Regions from separate parts of the Anas platyrhynchos genome. Here region 1 is linked to region 2. A link is a contact called in public Hi-C data. All regions are on one chromosome and are shown on one strand. Each heading gives the region's core, a stretch centred on a gene start, on an enhancer-like site or on the middle of the called end of the contact. The rest is flanking DNA. Distances are from core to core; before and after follow the strand shown.

Region 1 (6,125 bases), core at 3,227-5,726, 150 kb after region 2:
GCCTTATCTCCATTTACAATAATCTTACACTCTCTCCCATTCAACATATGGTTTCATTTCGAAAGAGCAGACTTACAGTAAACTGTATCATCAGTAGACTGATAAATGCTATAATTCATAACAGCACATCTGCTTGATGAAGATTTGCCATACTTAGTGAATGTTTAATGGTTTTCTAAAATACTAACTTTATTTATACATTTTGACATTGAGTAATATATACAGCAAGATAAATGATGATTCTTGCCCATTCCCCCCACAATTTTAGGCTTTCATTTATTTTACAAGTACACGCTGGTGTTTGGATATCTAACAGAGATGCTAAGCTCAAGATCCTTTGTACTTAAGAGGCAAATAGGATCTTAATTCTACCTCCTGTAGGCATATGCCAAAGAAATGCTGTGTTTGGGGCTGTTCCAGACTTGGGAAACAAACAATTGCCTGTGTATCTGCCATTGTTGATGGTTTTGGCCATGTGTCCATAAAGGCACTGAAGGGTTTTTGTCTTTTATGTCCATGAATAAAAAGTTTTAACCACTAATAGTGGAGTCATTTGGATATCCAGATGTGATAGAATAACAGTCTCTCCCTCAAGTGACAAGTGAATGCTATATCCCTCTCTGATGTCATACTTCAGGATGATGAAGTGCTGGAATGATTAGGGAAAGCAAGGTACCTGGAAACACCTCATTTTCCCAAGTGGCATTGGCATTTTCCTTTTCTGACTGACTGATATGAAAGGTGCTTTAATAACACACTTTGCCTTTCCTCACTTCAATTCAGTCTAGACAGAGCTGCAGCCGTTTCTCAAGAGAAAACTGTTCATTTCTTATGTGTATGAGCCCTTATATTGCCTCCTGCTTAGCGTGTCATCCATGATCAAGATTGAGAATTTCACCTGCAGCAGCTGATGACTGCTCTGCAATTCACAACAAAGTATATAGAATCATAGAATATCCTGGGTTGGAAGGGACCCACAAGGATCATTGAGTCCAAGTCCTGGCTCCACACAGGACCACCCAAAACTCAGACCATATGTCTGACAGTGTTGTCCAAGTGCTTCTTGAACTCCACCTGGCTTGGTGCCATGACTACTTTTCTGGGGAGCTTGTCCCAGTGCCCAACCACCCTCTGGGTGCAGAACCTTTCCCTAACCCCCAGCCTGACCCTTCCCTGTCCCAGCTCCATGCCATTCCCTTGGGTCCTGTCACTTTCCACAGAGAGCAGAGCTCAGCGCCTGCCCCTCCGCTCCCCTTGTGAGGGAGCTGCAGGCCGCCATGAGGCCTCCCCTCGGCCTGCTCTGCTCTGGGCTGAACAAACCAAGGGCCCACAGCTGCTTCTCGTATGCCTTACCCTCCAGACCTTTAACCATCTTCATAGTTCTCCTTTGGATGTTCTCTAAAAGTTTTATGTACTTCTTACATTGTAGTGCCCCAAACTACACACAGTACTCAAGGTGAGGCTGCACCAGTGCAGGGTAAAGTGGGACAATCACTTCACTTGACCAACTAGCAAGGCCATGCTTGATGCACCCCAGGATATGATTAGCTCTTTTAGCTGCCAAGGCACACTTGACTCATGTTCGACTTCCCATCAATCAGATAAAACCAATTATCAACACAGTTAAATATAGCTCTAATCAGCCAGAAGCTCAGAGTCTCAAATATGACATAGGAAATGGGCAGATACTGCTGCTGACAGGGCAGCAATGTATACAACCTGTATTATACTACAGTGAGAAGACATTCCTATAAGAAGACTGTGGGAAGGCCTAGTCTGGAAATGGGCTGAAACATGTCTACTGTGTAACATGTTTATATAAGTCAGCAGGAAAAAACTGTTCAGTATGCAGAGCTGATCCTGCAGCCCCTGCTCAATGTGCTAACTCAAAGCAACAGTTCAAATCCAAGTCTGGTGCTACTGAAAAGATATGATCCAGGAAACAACCTAATCATCAACAAACTAAAATCTGTAGGCAATTAGGCTTTGACTGCCTTTTGAAGGGCAACATGAGTAGCAAATTCCTCATCAGAGGAAGCAGGTTGGCCTGGGATACAAACTCCTGAAATACACATCTCTTGGAATGACCAACAGTGGAAATCAGCAATGAGTACTGACTTCGAAACCTGCAGGGAAAAAGGTAAACAACCCACTGAGATGCAGAGGTCAAGTGCACCCTCCTAGTGTTATTATTTTCGGCTGGCTAAAGACTTAGGAAGCTGACACAATTGGTTTGTGTTTCCATGATTTGCCTTGCAATCATGTGATAGTATTTCTCTTTTCCCTTCTTTTTCTTTCTGATTTTTTTTTCCAGTCGACTATGCAGTAGTTCGTAGTTTCTGTGTCAAATTGGGCATCAAAACTGGTATATAGCTGAATAAATGAGCAGAAGCTTGGTACGGAGCAGTGACTTTATTAAGTTCCTCTCTGCTTTTCACTTTGCAATGCACAATGAAAACCAGTCTCAAAAGGACTAGCAATTTAATAGGACCTTGTAAAAAGAACACATGAATGAATAGGTCTTTGTGAACTGAGTAAATTTGAATAGCTTCATTTTTTTTTCTTACAGTAGGATGTTTCATTTGTTCCACTTGGCAGTTTATGACTCCTTTGGCCACTGACAGCTGGATTCTGGTTCCTCATTAGATGTATACCCAAACTTCTCTCTTGAAGTTTAGCCAGAGGATCAGACATCCAAGGAAGTAGGATCAGTCTTGTCATAGTCATTTCTTGCAGCAATAGTGTCTCTAGTTGACCAACATTTAAGCTTTCTCATAGCTGTTCTTCCCTGTTCAGTTGCCACCTGTTTAACGTGCTTAACCTGTAACCACTGCAAGTGTTTCGCTTGTAAAAGTGAGGGGCTTATAGCCTTTGTGCCAGTAGTCATCTTAACAGTCTAGCCCCATCAAATTTTTTTAGCAAGTTAATTAGCCCTATTGAAACTAATGCCCATATTCACATGCTGGAAATACATTCTACATGTTTATAAAAGCCAAATTGTATGCATGTTGCCTTTCAAGACTAATAGCACAGTTCTGTAAGACCATGCCATGAGAAACAGAAGAGAAACATTTTGGCCACTGAAATATAGCACAAGTTGGTAAGATAGAGATCTTTTGAACAGTGTATGAGGTACAAATCCATTACAGAATTCCTAAACATTCCTAGAGTGAGCAAATATGAAGTGAATAGTTAAATTTGCCTTTTTTTTTTTTTTAATTTATTTTATTTTCATGGGTTTCCATCAAAAACATTTGCTTAAAATTTGGAACATTTCTTAAAAGTTTTGCAGATCCATATGTGTGTTTTGTGCTTTTGCTGTCTTCATAGTCTTGGATTTCAACATCAGTTGTTCCCATAGTTATCTTCAACACTGTTCTCTAAATACAGTCTGATGTCACTTGAAGTGTGTTCTGACACACTGGCTTTAGTTGAGAGGTAGATATGTGTTGTTTTGTTTTGTCTTTTTCTTTTAGTTTGTCAACACTGAAGTAAATGTGCCGAGACTGTAGCTTATTATCATAGACAATCATAACTGTTTTTTACTTTGTATTACCCAACTCTGTTTATTTCTGTTGTTTACAAGCACACTAAGCAGGCACCATCTTTTCTCTACATAGACGTGATGGTTATGTTGAGAAAGTCCTGATTCACTTCTAATATCTAGTATCTAATGCAAAACTAACATTAAAACAAAACAAAAAAAGCAAACAAACAAACCTGCATTCATTATTTTAACTCCTGGTCAGGAATTCCATTTGAGCATTGATCTTAAATGCTGAAGTGGAACTAATTAAAACCCTGCCTGTCCTTAAGATGTCTTTTTTGCCATTAAGTGTGGATAATGACATGCTAGTCTTTCAGTTCAGTGGCCAAACTAAACAAATGGAAAACAATTTTGGTTTGGGTAGAAATGAAAACATTTTATTCAACCCAAAACAAAAGGGTTTATTTTGATTTCTTGTTATGCATCAACTGGAAAATCAAATTTAAAATGAAAACGTAATTTTTTAACCTAAACCCTTGCCCAGACATCGCAACTAAACGTTACAGCAACAACATACACTGACCCTTTCATATTACTTTCATGTCAAGAAAATTTTATTATCAAATTGAATCTGACTTTGCCAATGATTTTTGAATTCTGAAAGTATGTTTTTGAGAAAATCTAGCGTCTGGTTAAAATATGAGGCTCCCTCCTCTGCTGTGAATATGGATCAACACATTTTCTTTTTCTCTTGAGGAACATAGGATTTCAAGAGAGGAAAAGCCATTCAATTTTCCTCGTTGTGCTAACAGGAACTCCCTGGAGTTCTATTTATTGTCTTCTGTTGAGGGGATTATTTTTAACTTCAGTTTTGACTGTGGTGCCCAGCCGGTCGGCACATTCACGTCCACACAGCTCCTTCTGCTCCAAGGCAGCTCTGCCAGGTCCAACAGCCATGTCCTGGCCGCCACCTCACCCACTCTGCCACACTGGCCTGGGAGGCAGATGAGGTTCAGGGCAGGCTGTCCTCGGTGTTAAAACAATGGCAACCATTGGCTCTGCCAATTTAACGGAGTGAACTGCCCTGACCTGGACTCTTTCGCACCCTTAAAAACAATGAACTGTCAGCGAACGGCACATCTGTTCGGGTAGTGGTTGTTATTTCTGCTGTGGTGCATGGGCCCCCTCCACACCGCCCTCCCACACAATATGGCGCCTGCCCCATGCAGGCAGCTAAAAGCTGCATGCTTCCATCGCTTGTCCTCTGCAGAAAATCATAGTCTTGATCTCTTCTGCCACACAGTGGCTACTGTGGAAAACAGTCAGAAAACCATATGGCAGCCCTGTGCTAAATAGGGAGATTGGAAGGGAGAGTTTGCCCCCTCATCGCAATTTTAGTCAGTCTGAAGTGCACCAAACAGCCCCGTTCCTCAGCTCTGGCTCCGTCCATGTGCCTGGGTCCATGCTCGCACACCAACACACCCTCCCCTCAAGCCCTTTCCCAGGCTCTTCACAAGTGCTACAGCTGTTCCTTTTTTTTTTTTTTTTTTTTTTTTTTTGGCGGGGGAGTAATGGAATAATGAGTTTTTTTCTGGTAAATGGATCATTTGAAAAGTGGGCAAGAGCCATGCTGCAATCTGTGGTGCTCTGTGCAGCCAGTACAGCTGGGGAGATGTCCCCATGCTAACATGGTTGTGAGGTGAGAGGACCAGGTATCACCACCAAAAAGCACAGTGCATCAGGACTGCTTAACCCACCATCATGCTGATAGCTTGGGTTATGAGTTTCCCTGAGGCCTGTGGAGAGCTCCCCGGTGGAGCAGGCTGTCCCCCTGCAGCCCATGGGTCCCACATGGAGCAGATCTCCACACTGCAGCCCGTGGAGGAGCCCCTGGTGGAGCAGGTGGATGTAGCCCGGGGGAGGCTATGGCCCATGGAAAGGCCCCACAGGAGCAGGCCCCGGGCTGGAGCTGCAGCCCATAGAGAGGAGCCCATGCAGGAGCAGGGAGTCTGGGGGGAGCTGCTGCCCATGGGGAATCTGTGCTGGAGCAGTTTGCTGCTGTGGAATGGCATCCCAGGGGAGGGACCCCACATGGAGCAGGGACAGAGAGTGACTGTGAAGGAGCGGCAGAGATGAAGTGTTAGGGACTGACCACAACCTCCACTCCCCGTTCCCCTGTGCCACTCAGGGGTAGGACATAGAAGAGGGTGAATGCATCGAAGGTGTTTGTAATTGCTTTTAGTTTCTCACTACTCTAGCTTGTTAGTAATAGGTAATAAATTACATTAATCTCCCTGTGCTGAGTCTGTTTTGCTCATGATGATAACTGTTGAGTGATCTCCCTGTCCTTTTCTAAACCCTTGAGCCCTTTGCATTGTATTTTCTCCACCTCTCCCTTGAGGAGGGGGAGTGAGAGAGTGGTTGTGGTGGAGCTCATCTGCCCTGCTAAGTAAAACTAGCACACTAGAATCTTTGCAAAGGACCATACTGAAGTAAGAAACCACCTGATGCATTTGTCTGGTGGTCTGGAAATACAGAGGTTTCACCACAGCTCCAACCCATGTCAAAATGGACAGAGATTGACAAATATTTCTCTTTACCAGCCCTACATACCTCCTAAAAGGGATACACAGAGAGA
Region 2 (5,744 bases), core at 3,202-5,701:
TCTGAAGTGCAAGAAACCCACTTGTTATGGACAAACAAATATGGCATATCCAGAATGGGTATTAGTTTCCAGAGTCTGGTTAAATACCACTTAATTTTTCTTTGAGTGTGCAGAAAAGGCCACAGATTACATGTAAACAGAATGAAATAATACCTTTTTGTGACTGTTCTATTTGACCTTTAAATATATAGTAGCAAAACATGTTTTTCCAGTATCAGTTTACTTTATAGAATTGAACACATAAAATATTTTTCTATGAGATGAATCCCAGCAAGTATGTTAAAACATAGTTAAGTGAGAAATTGAAAATTGGCTATACAGATATATACTCAGTTGTGGTTTTTTGTTTGTTTTGTTTTGTTTCTCACTTAAAACCTTCCTGTTTTTAAGTAATGGGTGTTTACTGAATACCAGTTTTAACTTCTGTGAAAAGTTCTGTCTCTTAGTTCTCTTTGAGTTCCTTGGTTTAGGTAGTTAGGGATCTTCTGGGGGGAGATGGTGTTTTTGTTTTCAGCAAAAGGCAATCTATTTCTTCTATATTTGTTTTTAATTTATCTAGTATTGACTACTTGATACTACTTGCCAATTTAATGTTTTTTTTGTTGTTTTGTTTTTTTTAAGTAGGAAACATTGTTTCCAGGCAAATTTTTATTGCTCAGTTGATAAAAACAAAATACATAAGTCTACTGGTTCTCCTTTCCTAATAAATTCTTGTTTGTGTTCATTTCAGCGTGTGATTACACTGAAAGAGCAGCTGTCAAAACAACACACACAAGCTGATAGTATCACCAAACAGCTGCAAATTGACATAGATTTTGAAAGAAAGAAAGTAGCAAAACTGGAAATGGAGAAGATGGAAACTATTAAGGAGTTAGATAGTCAGAAAGAAAAACTAAGCCAATGTTCATATGCACTTAATGATTTGCATATAAGTAAACAGCAGCTTCAAAATACTATTAAAGATCTTCAGGAACAATTAAAGAAGTCCCAGGACTGTAACGTGCATAACAAAAAAGAAATTAAAGAATTGCAGCAGAGACTAAAAGAAAGAGAGGAGGAGCTTTCTGTATCCTTGAGCAAGTTAACAGAAAAAAGTAACCAGGAAGCTAACTACAGTTGTCAAGATCTGATTCTGAAAGAAAGAGAAGTAGAAATTGCAAAACTACAGAATAGTATTTTAGAAAATAAACAAATAAATGAAGACTTGGAGAAATCTCTATCTGATCTCAAAATAGAAAATGGAAAGCTAGTAACAGCCTTTGAAGAAATAAAACAGCAATTAAACGATGCCATTTCTGAGAAGAATAAAGTTTACTTAGAAAAAGACACCGTTGTGGAGGCCTTGAAAATGGAAAAAAAACATTTGGAAACTGAATTAAACCAGACTGAAAAGCGTCTTTTTGAGCAAGCACAAAAGTATGAGCAAACTATTCAGGAGTTATCAAATGCACGTAGTATGGACACCACTGCATTGCAGCTTGAACACGAACGCCTAGTTAAACTGAATCAAGAGAAAGACTTTAAGATTGCAGAATTCAAAAGGAACATGGAGCAGATGGAAAGTGACCATCAAGAAACGAAAGAGATGTTGACTACTAGCTTAGGAGGGCAAAAGCAGTTGACAGAACTCATGAAAGAAAAAGAGGAATTTATTGAAAAATTTAAAAATCAAGCCTTGCAGGTAAGGCAGGAACTTGAGGAATATAAGAAAGCTTCAAAAAAGCAGGATGTCTTAAAACAAAATTTAGAAGAAAAAGACAAAAGTCTTGCCATCATGAAGGAAGAAAATAATCATTTGAAAGAAGAAATTGAACGTCTTAAGGATCAACAAAGTAGATCTACACCTATGGTTGAGCCTAAAACTCTAGATATTATTATTGAACTCGAAAGTGAGGTAACGCAGTTAAAAGTGATAAAGACTAATCTTGAAGAAGAAATAGAAGTTCTCAAAAAAACAATAGAAGATCAGAATCAAAAAACAGTGCAACTTCAGCAGTCTTTGCAAGAGCAAAGAAAGCAAATAGATGAGTCTAAAGTTCAGTGTGAACAAATGAATGTCACACATGAAAGACTTTCTTTAGCGAAGGATGAGGAAATTAAAAATTTACAGAAGACAATTGAGCAAATTAAGACTCAGTTGCACAAAGAGAGACAGGTTATTCAGACTGATTCCTCTGATCTTTTTCAGGTAACGAAAGTTCAGACACTTAATGGAGAAAATGGAAATGAAAAACATGACTTATCCAAAGCTGAAATTGAAAGACTAGTAAAAGGTATCAAAGAAAGGGAGATGGAGATTAAGCTTCTAAATGAAAAGAATGTTTCTCTGAGTCAACAAATTGATCAGTTGTCTAAAGATGAAGTTGGCAAACTTACTCGGATCATCCAAGAGAAAGACTTAGAAATACAGGCCCTCAATGCTAGAGTTTCTTCAGCTTCCTATCGGCAGGATGTTCTTTGCCTTCAGCAGCAGCTGCAAGCTTATGTCATGGAAAGAGAGCAAGTACTAGCAGTTCTAAGTGAAAAGACAAGAGAGAACAGTCAGTTAAAAACAGAGTATCATAAGATCATGGATATGGTGGCCGCTAAAGAAGCGGCTTTGGTAAGGCTGCAAGAAGAGAACCAAAAGTTATCTAATAGATTTGAAAATAGCAGCCAAGACATGTTTAGAGAAACTATTCAGAATTTATCCCGTATCATTCGAGAAAAAGATATTGAAATAGATGCTCTAAGTCAAAAATGCCAAACCTTATTGACTGTATTGCAGACGTCCAGTACAGGTACTGACAGCGGTCCAGGAGGTGTTAACAGTAACCAGTTTGAGGAACTTCTACAAGAACGTGACAAACTAAAACAGCAAGTAAAGAAGATGGAAGAGTGGAAGCAACAGGTAATAACCACGGTTCAGAACATGCAACATGAGTCAGCTCACCTACAAGAAGAGCTACACAAACTTCAAGCACAGATTTCAGTTGAAAGCGATAGTAATTCAAAATTGCAGGTAGATTATAATGGCTTGATTCAGAGTTACGAACAGAATGAGAAAAAGCTGAAAAGTTTTAGTCAGGAACTAGCGCAAGTTCAACACACCATAGGACAGCTTCATAACACCAAGGATCTTCTCCTGGGTAAACTTGATTTGGTAACACCATCTGTAGCAATGGCTTCCATCATTTCGCAGCCTCCGGTCATTCAAAGCAGTGCTCCTGAAGTGCTCAGTGATGAAACTAAACTCCTTCAAAAGGAATTGGAACAGCTGAAAAAAAAGTTGCAAGAAAAAGATTCAACTATTAGGACCCTTCAGGAAAACAATCAACGATTATCGGATTCTGTGGCTACAGCATCAGAGGCTGAAAGAAAGAGTCAAGAGGGGACTGATTCAGAGATGAGGCAGATCAAAGAAAAGCATGATGTCTTACAGAAATCACTTAGAGAAAAAGACATACTGATTAAATCTAAAAGCGATCAGTTACTTTCTGTGAGTGAAAATCTTAGTAACAAAGAAAATGAAAATGAACTTTTAAAGCAAGCGGTGACTAACCTTAAAGAAAGAAATCTAATTTTAGAAATGGATATTCGAAAACTGAAAGAAGAAAATGAAAAAATAGTTGCAAGTTGTAGGGAAAAGGAAACAGAATTCCGAGCACTTCAGGAGACTAATATGCAATTTTCAATGATGTTGAAGGAGAAAGAGTTTGAGTCCCACTCAATGAAGGAAAAAGCTCTCACTTTTGAGAAGTTGTTGAAAGAAAAAGAACAGGTATGTGTGTTCACGTTCATTATCTTGAAATTAGTCACTTGGTAGCGTGTTTTCATGTATATGTAGACATCAAGTATTTGCCTTAAATCTGTTTGTGGCTTCTTACTGCTTTGCATTGCAACAAAAATCCTTCCCCACAAAGTTAAGAAATGAAAAATCAGCAGGTGAGTGGCTTGCAGTTGTATCTGTTAATTTTGTATTCATAACCCATGTTCTTCATTCATTTGAAAAATTCTCATTTACTGAACAGCTGCTCAATATTTTGGCTTTTGCCTGTTGTCCATTAAGTGTACTACGTTGTTTTTACTGTACGTTGCTCAAACTCGCAGAGGTGGCGAAGACTCATTTCTCAATGTGTTTTCTTCAAGTGTCATTCCGATTTGGTTGCTTCACAGCATTGCTTTGAGATGAATGGGTTCAAGCGTCATCTTTTATAGCTGGAGAAGCTTTGGTGGAAAAAAAAAGAAAGAAAGATGAAAACATTGGACAAACTAAATTAATGTTTTCTCTTCCCAATTTAATATATGGAAAAGTAGGTATTTTTTTTTGAAGTGTGTTCAGAGAAAAGTTGCAGTGGCTTATGAATTACTGTGTAAGTAATGTGAGTAAGAATCTTTTTTATAGGAGCCAAAGAATTACGTGGCATTGTTGATACTCGGGTCAACAGCATGTTGTAAGAACTGCTACTGCTGGCATTAAGGAAGCAATATGTGAATCACCATCCTTTTTGAAACACAGGAGTTAAGTACAATGCAACAGATAACATTTATCAAAACTACAGGAAAAGAACAGAACTCCAGGATATCAATACTTTTTATTTGCTTTGTAGTCTCTAAAACTTAATCTGTCCTAGTGGGCAGTCTTTTCTGGTAATTACTTCCAAATATGTCATCTTTCTTCCACTGTGCTTTTTCTTTTCAGGTCCCCATTCTTTTCATCCTGGTGGCTTCGGTTTCCATTATTCAGTCTTTTCTCAGAAATGTTCCCCTGTCATGTTTTTCTTCTCCTTGCTGCATTTAACATCCTTTTTTTATTTTCCAAAATTCTGAGCATTGCTGGTTATCAGAGAGTGATGTTTATGCAAACCGTTACAATATAACCTGGCATTCATTTTATCTCCACTATATAATAGAAAAGTTCACATCTCTTAAAAGCATTTTCAAACTACCAAATAAATTTGCAGTGTAATATATCCAGGAATTTATCATCTGTAAGTCCCAACTTTGATACATGCGAAAAAAATAGCATTTTTTTTTTTTTTAAGTTAGTTGTGTAAGATAAATGTTTAGCTCTGTTTGTTCCTAGTGGTGGTTTCCCCATCCTATTCTGAATAAATACTATGGAATTAAGAATAGAATCTTTAAGGTATCAAATTACGGTTACATTATTTTAAAAAAAAAAAGGCTTTGAATTATCATTGGGACTAATGTTCATCAGTTGTGCCAATAAGAACTATACACCTTCTTACCTTTTTTTATTTTTATTTTTTAATTATTCTAACTCCAGTAGCTGCTGCTCCTGGAAGCCTGCAGTGCCTGGTTAGGTTCTCTGTGTGTTGCATGTCTTTGCCCTGCAGACCTCTTCACTCACTGACATCTTGGGCTTTCAGTTTCGTAAGCATGGAACAATTGTCTGGACTTTTTTTTCTTCACAAATCAGAGTTCTTTTTGCAGACTCTGTGTTCACCATGGAGAACTATGAAAAATAGTGTTCAAATGTATTTTGTATGGGTGTCAGAAGATAACAGCATAAACAGCAAATTTCTGTGCAGGTTTGCAGCTCTACTCAAAAGAAAAAAGCTGTATTCAGTTTCATTTATAAATAATTGAAGCTTATAAGTATTAATGGTGAAATAGAAGATTGGTTTACTTTTTACCAACATAATCAATAAAAATACCTGCTCTCAAAATAATATATGAGACGAATGGTAAAAAGGATGCTGGAAGGTTTCAAGTAACTGCAAATGCATCCATTTATTTAGGCT

Evidence for each region. A called contact is a pair of places that touch in the nucleus more often than the background predicts.
Region 1: a Hi-C map of skeletal muscle shows a contact between it and region 2, with 2.0 times the contacts expected there. The contact joins two enhancer-like sites. A contact is called at or near these places in 3 of 8 Hi-C or Micro-C datasets (F1 follicle, skeletal muscle and subcutaneous adipose tissue).

Annotation. Positions count from the first base shown.
Region 1 is chr5:17,018,970-17,025,094 of IASCAAS_PekinDuck_T2T, forward strand. No RefSeq gene overlaps it. Among named protein-coding and RNA genes, the nearest start is that of PPP4R3A, 33 kb to the right of the region's middle. Within about 2 kb of position 4,477, at least 4 of the 8 cell types and tissues checked have an H3K27ac peak or open chromatin away from gene starts, as enhancers often do.
Region 2 is chr5:16,872,385-16,878,128 of IASCAAS_PekinDuck_T2T, forward strand. It overlaps TRIP11 (thyroid hormone receptor interactor 11), which reads left to right. Exons shown (of 22, transcript XM_038180265.2): 11 at 731-1,681; 12 at 2,189-3,760. Among named protein-coding and RNA genes, the nearest start is that of TRIP11, 13 kb to the left of the region's middle. Within about 2 kb of position 4,452, at least 1 of the 8 cell types and tissues checked has an H3K27ac peak or open chromatin away from gene starts, as enhancers often do.